2 separate regions of the Ovis aries genome follow, and region 1 is linked to region 2. Evidence: chromatin contacts called from public Hi-C data. All regions are on one chromosome and are shown on one strand. The core of a region is the stretch at or near the end of the contact, and the rest is flanking DNA. Distances in the headings are between cores, read along the strand shown. Region 1 holds the start of KLF6 (KLF transcription factor 6). Region 2 has its middle 300 kb from the start of AKR1E2.

What was found. Hi-C and Micro-C count contacts between places; a contact is called where the count stands out from the background.
Region 1: a contact with region 2 is called in a Hi-C map of skin fibroblasts, with 6 times the contacts expected there. The contact joins the promoter of KLF6 here to the enhancer-like site in region 2. A contact is called at or near these places in 2 of 16 Hi-C or Micro-C datasets (skin fibroblasts and tail adipose tissue).

The regions. Positions count from the first base shown.
Region 1 is chr13:44,180,578-44,184,896 of ARS-UI_Ramb_v3.0, forward strand. KLF6 (KLF transcription factor 6) reads left to right here and starts at 1,796. Exons shown (of 4, transcript XM_012188639.4): 1 at 1,796-2,106. The coding sequence starts at 1,903.
Region 2 is chr13:43,788,119-43,792,512 of ARS-UI_Ramb_v3.0, forward strand. No RefSeq gene overlaps it. Among named protein-coding and RNA genes, the nearest start is that of AKR1E2, 300 kb to the left of the region's middle. Within about 2 kb of position 1,678, at least 8 of the 54 cell types and tissues checked have an H3K27ac peak or open chromatin away from gene starts, as enhancers often do.

The DNA.
Region 1 (4,319 bases), core at 546-3,045, 390 kb after region 2:
AAAAGTCTTTTACATACTTCATTAAAAAAAATTTATTTAAAAGATGTCTCATTAAACTCTGTTTTGAAATAAAAATGGAGGTAGTAGCTATAATTCAGTTTTCTATTTCAAATTTTAAAAGGCATATTCTTCTTGGTCTTGGCATTTTGCTAGAAAATGAACATTATGGTATATTTCAGGAGATAATTTATATAGCAAAAAAAAAAAAGACACACATTAAATGTCAGCTCAACATAACTTGAATTGTTTTCACATTCACTAGGGACAAGTCTAGTTGTTAATCTTCATGAGGGTCTCCAAATGGGTCTTGGAATGAGACTGCTCTGTGGTAGGCGACAAGTACAATGACAATGTCTATATCCCTGTAGACAACAAGTACAGGGACAGTGTCTAGAACCCCCATTTCCCACACTTCAGTGGCAACAGATTCACCTGGAGAGCTTGATTAAAACACAATGGCCAGGACTCTGTAGGTTTGGGATCAGACCCTGGGTTTCTAAAATATACACAGCTGGTGTGGATGGGGGACCCTACTAAGATTGGTTATAGGCTCCCTCTATTTATAACCCCACCTGCCCCAACAAGATGCCCTCTTTTTAAAAATAAAAATGTGTTCGGGAGAATCAAGAGTGCACATAACCCCCTCAAGAGCCAGGAGATCCAACTTGGGTCTTCCAGGCTACTCTGCTCCTGCAGGTTAGGCAGGCAGCGGGGGTGAGGATGTGGCACCGCCGTGGTCCCCCAGGTAAGTGCCCTGTCCTTGTGAGGGAGGCTGAAGGGGGAAACTCAGATTCATATACAACACAGCCCTGCGACTAGGGCCCTCCTGTCCCTCAGCACACCTGCAGGGCTGGTCAGCCCCCCACTCCGGGGTCACAGGTGCCACCTGGGGACAGAGGGGGATGGAACGGGGAGGGAGGGGGACACAGCGCGGGTGGTGGGTGCAGATGGAAACGGGGCAGGTACAGAGGGATAATGGAGCGAAAAGGAGGGGGGAAAGAGGGTGACAGACGGGGATGGAGACGGGAATCTACAGCTGGGCAGGAGGGGGCACCGAGAGGGTGGAAGGACGGAGGGGGATAGAGAACGGCCGGCCAGCCCGAGGTCGGAGCGAGGGACAGAGGAGACCCAGCCGCGCTCCCCTCAGCTCGGCGGAGGGTCAGGGGACCAGGGCCCGGGCGACAGACCCGACGAACGTGGACCAGGGCTGAGGGGACAAGGACGGGGACACGACGACGGGGAAACCAAGGCCGGGCCCGGGCGATGAGCCCGACGGACGGGGACCAGGGCTTCGGGGACGAGGGCTTCGGGGACGAGGGCTTCGGGGACGAGGACGGGAAGACCGGGGCCAGGACCGAGACCGGGACGAGAAGGGCAGGGACACCGGGTCCCCTCGGCCCGACCGGCCGCGGCGCACGCAGCCTCTCGGCCGCGCACCTCCCAGCTCCGACTCCTCCGGCGCGAGACAGCCCGCGCCTTATATACCCTGCTAAAAATAGCCTGCGAAACCGCCTCCCAATCAGAACCGGCCGAAGTTCGAATTCTGCCAATGGCGAAGGCGGTGATGGAGAGGCTCGGTCACGCCAGGCGGGGCCGCGGTGAGCCGCCGCCCGCGATTGGCCGGAGCTGACATCATCGCCGCGCAGCCCCCGGGCCGGGAGCGGCGTGATTGGGCGGCGCGCGGGGCGGGCGCGGGCGAGTCACGTGGGGAGGCGGCGGCGGGGGGAGCTGGGCGGGGAGGAGGGGAGGCTGGCAGCGGAGCTTTGAATAGGGAAGTTTTGCAGGGGTTACGTTTGCAGTCAGTCCGGTGTTTGCAAATATTGTGCGGGCTCGCGAGCGCGTCTCCGGGCTCCGGCCAGGACCCGAACCCGTGGCGCCTAATCGCTGCCCACTTGAGTTTGCATGAACTTCCCCGGCGCTGCAGGCACGGCCGCCGCGCTCCCGACTGCAGACTGCACGCCTCCCTGTTTTTACAGCAGCGGGGACGGTCTCTTCCAACCCGACATGGATGTGCTCCCAATGTGCAGCATCTTCCAGGAACTCCAGATTGTGCACGAGACTGGTTACTTCTCGGCGCTGCCCTCCCTGGAGGAATATTGGCAACAGGTAAATAAGGATTTTCGTGAGCCAGGTGTCCCGGTGCGCCGAGCATGGAGTGCGTGCATGCACCCGCAGGACGGTGTGAGCTTGGAGGTGCAGTTCTTTTTCTTCTTTTTTTAATGGTTTGGGTAAATTTTTAAAAAAAAATTAAAATAATTATTGTTAAAACGTACTTTTGCCTCCGGCGCAGAAGGCACTTTAAAGGGGCCTTTCAGAGCGTGGAGCGGAGTTGTCATCTGAGTGGGGCGCAGCGGCGCCGGGCGCTCCCCGTGTTCTTGCTGTTTTCTGGGGCTGCTGAACCGTCTCCCGAGCGTAGACCCAGCTCCGCGGCCTGATCTCGGCCCCAGCCCTTGGCAGAAGTTTGGTGCTTGTTCCAGCTCCAGGCTCTCCACAGCTGGACCTGGTCATATGAACCCGCATGTACTGCCAAGGCTATTTTTTCTTCTTCTTCTTCTTCTTTTTTTTTTTTTTTTTTAGGGATTTTGTTTTCGTTTTGCTTTTTTGGTGTTTGTACATACAGGTTTTTCTTTCTTTCTTTTTTTTACTTAAGAATTTCACCAGCGAAACACCCACAAGCTCCTTTTCTCTACCAGGCCATTTTTAGTTTCTTTACCTTGGGAATCCTTAAGATTTGCCTCCATCTGCCTTGTTTTTCTTACCTGCTTCTTTTGTTGACCAGAAAAAAAAAAGGGGGGGGGACCAATGTTTGCACAACCAGTGACTTATCAGTCATATGACAATGAGCCTGTCCGAATTGCTTCTAGTCTCAGTTTGGGAAGAGGAGTCTGTTTGCGGCATTTTTTAGTGGAATTGGAATTTGGGGCATTGGACATTTGAAAAACTCAATTTTTCCCCCTTCTCCTGCATTAGGATTGCCTGAAAGGAGAGAGATTCTGACACTTGTCCCATTGTCTTTAAAAGATAGGAGGGTTTTGGGGTTGTCTCTGCCCTACTAGGCTGTTTGCTTTTTGTCACAAAGTGAATTAGCAGATCGCATATATTCTGTGGGTTTCAAAGCTTAGAAGGCTTTTAAGGGGGATGAAATACAAAGTGGAACAACCTTCACATGCCTGCCTCATTGTTCACAGCCCTCCCTTCCCTCTCCCCTCCCAGCTTTTCCTACTAAAGAAGCTTCCTAGGATGTGATTGAAATCGATCTAAGTAGTTTCCTTGGGCATTTGGGATTTGGGCCACAAGCCAGGCTGAGCTCTGGGTTGCCTTCAGAGGCTTTTAAACTCTCCCCAAGAGCTTCATTCTGGTCCCCAGTGCTCCTAGGCATAATGGGGATTTTAAATTAGCCAGATTATTAAAGTTTAACAAGGTCTCAGTAAACATGCTTTCCTTTTTCTTTGGAACATCCATAAGATACCTTGCCAGTCTCTCCTCAGAACACTGGAGGGTGCTTTGTAACCTAGACGTCTAATTTTAGGGGTAACAAGAAAACAATGATTGTTTTTTCCCCCCTCTGCTTGCTCCTGCTTGCGGTGTGAAGAGTCTGGTAGGGGGAGGGGGGAAGGATATATTCTGATTGCAGACACCCTGCTAAATAAGCAAGGCTGAGCCCTTTGGGTGGGCTTGGCTAGCCCTGAAAATGATTTGCTTAAAAAAGAGAGTGGCGTTTGCTGTAGCAATGTAAATCTGTAGACTTGCAGTTGTATAGACAACCTTATATGGACATGTAGGCAGTTGATCCTAGTGAAGATAAGGCAGACATAATTTAATCCTAAAATGTTTCCTACCGTTTTTCTTTTCCAGTGGCTAGAAAGTTTGAGATGGTGGGGAGAGGGGATGCTGGTGTCTCGGCAGTTGTAGCTTCTGGAAAGGTTGGTTGTGGGGCTGGGGGGGGGCACTCTGTCCATGACACACTGCATGTATATTTGAACCGGGTCCTTTTTTTGGCCGCTGGTCAGAATTTCAAAAGGAAGTCTCCTTTGGCATTGCGTGAAAGAAATAGAGTGATGACTCATACAGTTGTACTCTTGGCCAGCAGATAAAGTTCTAGTCCACTGTGGGACTCCCAGCAGGGCCGGGAAAGGAATTTCCCCTCCCGCATCCTTTGCAAAAGCAGATGGCCATTCTGGAGCCATTTTTCCACTCCTGTTGTTGTTTTCCTCTGACCACTGTGGAAGTCATTTAAGTTGTGTGCGCACATGGCCCTGCACTTGGGAATGGCATTCTTTGAAAGCCTACTAAGGTCTGGGCTCCTCCACAGGAAACGG
Region 2 (4,394 bases), core at 428-2,927:
CATAAAACCCAGTAAACATACTCAGGCATTCATCCCAGAGAAATGAAAACTTACTTTCACAGATAAAACAGTGTACAAAAGTGAAGAGCAATTTTCTTTGTAACAGCCAAGTAACTGGAAATGACTCAGATGTATTTAATCAAATGGATGGTTAAATAGTCTAGGACACACATTCCATGGAATGTTTACTCAGCACTGCACAGTAATGAGCTATTGATATGTGGAACAACTTGATGAATCCCCAGGGGATTACACGAGTCAGTGGAGCGAGTCAATCCCACAATGTTATATACTATATTATTCCATTTGCAAGATATTTTTGAAATGAAATTTTGGAAATGAACAAACAGATTAGTGGTTGCCAACAGTTGAGGATGGGAGTTGGTCGGTGGGTATAGTTACCAAAAGGCGATTTCATGGATCCTAGTGTTCATTTCCTGACTATGGTGGACACACAAAGCTATACATGGGATAGAGTTGCCACAAACATGCACACATATACACAAGTACAGATTAAGCGTAGATAATCTGAGTAAGATGGATGGGTTGTGTTAATGTCAAGATTCTGTCTGTAATATTGTATGAAATGTAGTTTTACAAAATGTTAACAATGAGGAAAACTCTTACAACTTGCTTATCCAAGTAAAATATCTCAATGTGAAAGCACAACGAACCAATCAGCTGATTTGTTGCTTTTCAAGAGGCGCATCCAGATGGGGGTCCATTGTTCTGAAATCATGGAGTCTGCAGTGCCTGGAGATAGGTGTATACCCATCATCAACCCACAGACACAGAACTGAACCAAGTCTTAGGACTTGGCTCAAGAGCGGTTCAGCCACCCCTCCCACCTCCCTTGGCCTGTTCTACACATTGTTCTAATTAAAGAGCCGTTTCCTCTGCCCAGCTGTTTTCAATCTGGACAAACCACAGTGACGTCCAGCAAGACAACATGGTCCTTCTCATCTTCAGGGAGACCTTGCCCCGAAGCCATATGAGTTAAGTCTTTGGGGCAGTTTTTATGAATGCATTGAAAAGGGCAAAACGCCTCCAGCAAACAGATAACATATTGTCCTAGAAAAAGGTTTTTTTTCTCTAGACTAAATAGTAAGCCACTCTTTATACATGTTCTTTCCCATAAATTAAAGCTTACGAGTGACAAGTACTAAGTGAACAAAAACACGCTGACCTGAACTCTGAATGGGATGAATCAGTTTTATAAAATATATAAATTGCAAGTTTTATTCTTGCCTTAATTCATTTTGGCAGCTTCTCTTATAAAAATGTTTCTGGGTTGGTTCTGATGATAAAAGTAGGATAGTATGTGTTCATTCGAAAAGTTGAGAGAAGCAGAAAGAGTGTGGGAAGGAAACCAACTCCATCCCAGTCCTGCCTCACAGAATGAACTTCAGTGACTGTTTTGTCTTAATTCCTCTATTCTTGTGTGTGTGTGTGTGTGTGTGTGTGTGTGTGTGTGTGTAACTGGGTTACAGCTGCATGTGGCTCTTAAGGACCCTCTCAATGCGCTTTTACAGGCATGTTCATCCAGGATCCATAACCCTGATCCAAGACATTTCTCAGCTTCCAACCAGCCTCCTACCCTACTTCCTAGCAATAATCCCCACTCAAGGTAACCTCTATTCCTATCTCTAGACAAAAGAATGATTTTACCTCTTTTGGTATTTCATAGCAGTAGAGTGTGTGATTTTGTGGCTGACTGCAATGTTTCAACATGAGGTTAGTCAGGCTTGCTCTGTTGCAAATATTTGTTTGTTCTTTCCCACACTGTGGGCTATTCTGATGTGTTAATAGTCAAAGGTTCATTCACCCCTCTTGGGGGGGACAAGTCTGGAGGATGATCTCACCAGGCGGCTGTGTGAACAAGGCTGCTTTTGGTAGACATGAGCTCTCCCATCTATTGTCTACCTATCTGGAAGTAAAATGACTAAGCTGGGAGGATGTATATGTTCGTTTAGGTGATGCCACTAATTTTTGAGAGCTTCCATGCTTCCCATTCTTGCTGACACTATGTGTCCTTTTAATTTTAGTCAGCAGTGATAAATAATTGTAATTCAAAAGAAGAGCATAGTGAGTCTAGAATTTTGTATCTTATGCATGACATCATGGTCTTTCACACAGACTATGTCTTGTCCTCATGGAATTTTTTCATTGTTTTAATCTCAGAGAGCAGGGTTAGCTTTAAGAAAAAAAAGCAAACCCATCTTACAGAAAGGGCTTTCAAAGATGTCTAAAGGAATCACATATTATGGGATTTTAAAGTTACTTGTAGTATCACGGACAGTGTGAGCATGGGGTGGGATGTACAAGGCTTCCCAGGTGGTGCTAGTGGTAAAGAATCCCCCTGCCAGTAGACATTGGATCCCTGCATCATTAAGAGGACCCCTGGAGGAAGGCATGACAACCCACTCCAGTATTCTTGCCTGGAGAATCCCACAGACAGAGGAGTCTCATGGGCTACAGTCCATATGGTTGCACAGAGTTGGACACGATTGAAGCAACTTAGCATGGACGTGTATTCTGTATGGAATATGTTTTATCGAAAAGAATTACCATGATTTGTTGGGCCTTAACTTACAAAACATTTCTCAAAAAAGTGATACTTTAAAGGTATTTCACATTGGAATATGATGATTCATATGATAAGATATATAAGGTTGTACAAAGGTAATGGAAACTTTCTGTAGAAACATTCTTAACCATTTCTAATTGGTTTTTGCTTTGTTTTTTACTCAAAATTTTATGTGAACATCTATGATTGATGATAGAATTAGTATTCTACTACAAAATTAATAAAAAAGATTTTAAAAATCTTCATGTAAAACCTGCCAGAAGCTAAAATTTAATTACCGATATGCTATATTAAGAACTCTACTTACACCATCTTCATTATGTATGCAGCATTACATTGTTGCTGTTTTATTTCTCTTCTTCCTTTGTTCATTTTTTCTAGCTTAGAGATTTCTCTTTGTTTCCTTTTTGTGGCTGTGTTTTTTTACACATATACATTTTCTCCGCTGCTAAATAGCTCTTTTATGTATTAAAGAGACTGGGCTTCCCTGGTGACTCTGGTAAAGAACCCACCTGCCAGTGCAGGAGACACAGGAGATGGGGGTTCAATCCCTGGGTCAGGAAGATCCCCTGGAGGAGGAAATGGCAACCTGCTCCAGTGTTCTTGCCTGGGAAATCCCATGGATAGAGGAGCCTGGTGAACTATGGGGTCCATGGGGTTGCAAAACAGTTGGACACAACTTAGTGACTAAAAAACAACAATTAGAGAGAGTACAAGAAGGCATATAAAAATTGTCTCTTAATCTACAAGGATATGCATCTTGAAACCTTCTTTTTGGGGAAAAGTATAGCTATAAACACACATTTTTATTAACTTGCAAATTTTGAAGCTCTCTGATTCAATTATGTACTCTAAGCAGGGGGATAACTCTGAGCAATAAATACTGAGGTTTACTAGTTCCTGCTAGGTGATTACCTTTTAAGCCTGTGGTTGTCTGGGACCCATCTAGTTCAGAGTGTGTATTTCATTTCATACTCTGTAGTTACTGCAGAGTGAATTGGATCTCCTGCTCTGTTGCCAACACTGGGAGTTGTGAAATTAGTCACAGTCACTTGCTTTCCTTTGATATTCACTTGATTTAGAGGCAAGACCAAACCTACATTTTCCCTCATCTGGGGATACTGCAAAAAGCCCCACTGCATTTTATTCTAGAAGATTCTTGATGCCCTCTTATAGCTGGTAAGATTGCTCGTTGTCTATGTGCCTTATGAAGACACTTTTGAATTATTTCAACTCAGTCACTTCTCTTTTGGATGGCCCCTCCCTGCCCTGACTCTCATCATTCCCTCTCCAGTAAAGACAGACTACAGTAAAAAAAAAAAAAAAAAAAAAGGCAAACAGACTATAGCTTTTCAAGTTGAAAATGCACTCAGTCACTTTTCATCCTGGAGATTTTATAAATGATTATTTAAGGAATTCAGTTGTTTGGTACCACTGGATCAACCAAAAAGAATATTTTAGTCCAAATGAAAAGAAACCCTTGACTCAGTCATCCCCATATTTTGTCTACAAGATATCCACTCCCCCAAAAAAACTTAAAATAACGTCTTAAGGTACAGAAAACATATTTTATGTGTTCCCACATATACAGCTTCCAAGGAAACTGAGACAAGAAAAATAGCAGAATTAGGTCAGTTTTTCTAAGGCACATAACGTGTGCTATGGTGTAAAAAGCTTTGTGGGCTCTCGGACACTTGGCTGAGATTGTATTTTCATAGCTGTTAAGATGAATATTCATAATATATCAAACTCAAAAGACCCACTACCCAGTGAGTCATCTTCTCCTCCAACCCGTTTTTCCCTTGGA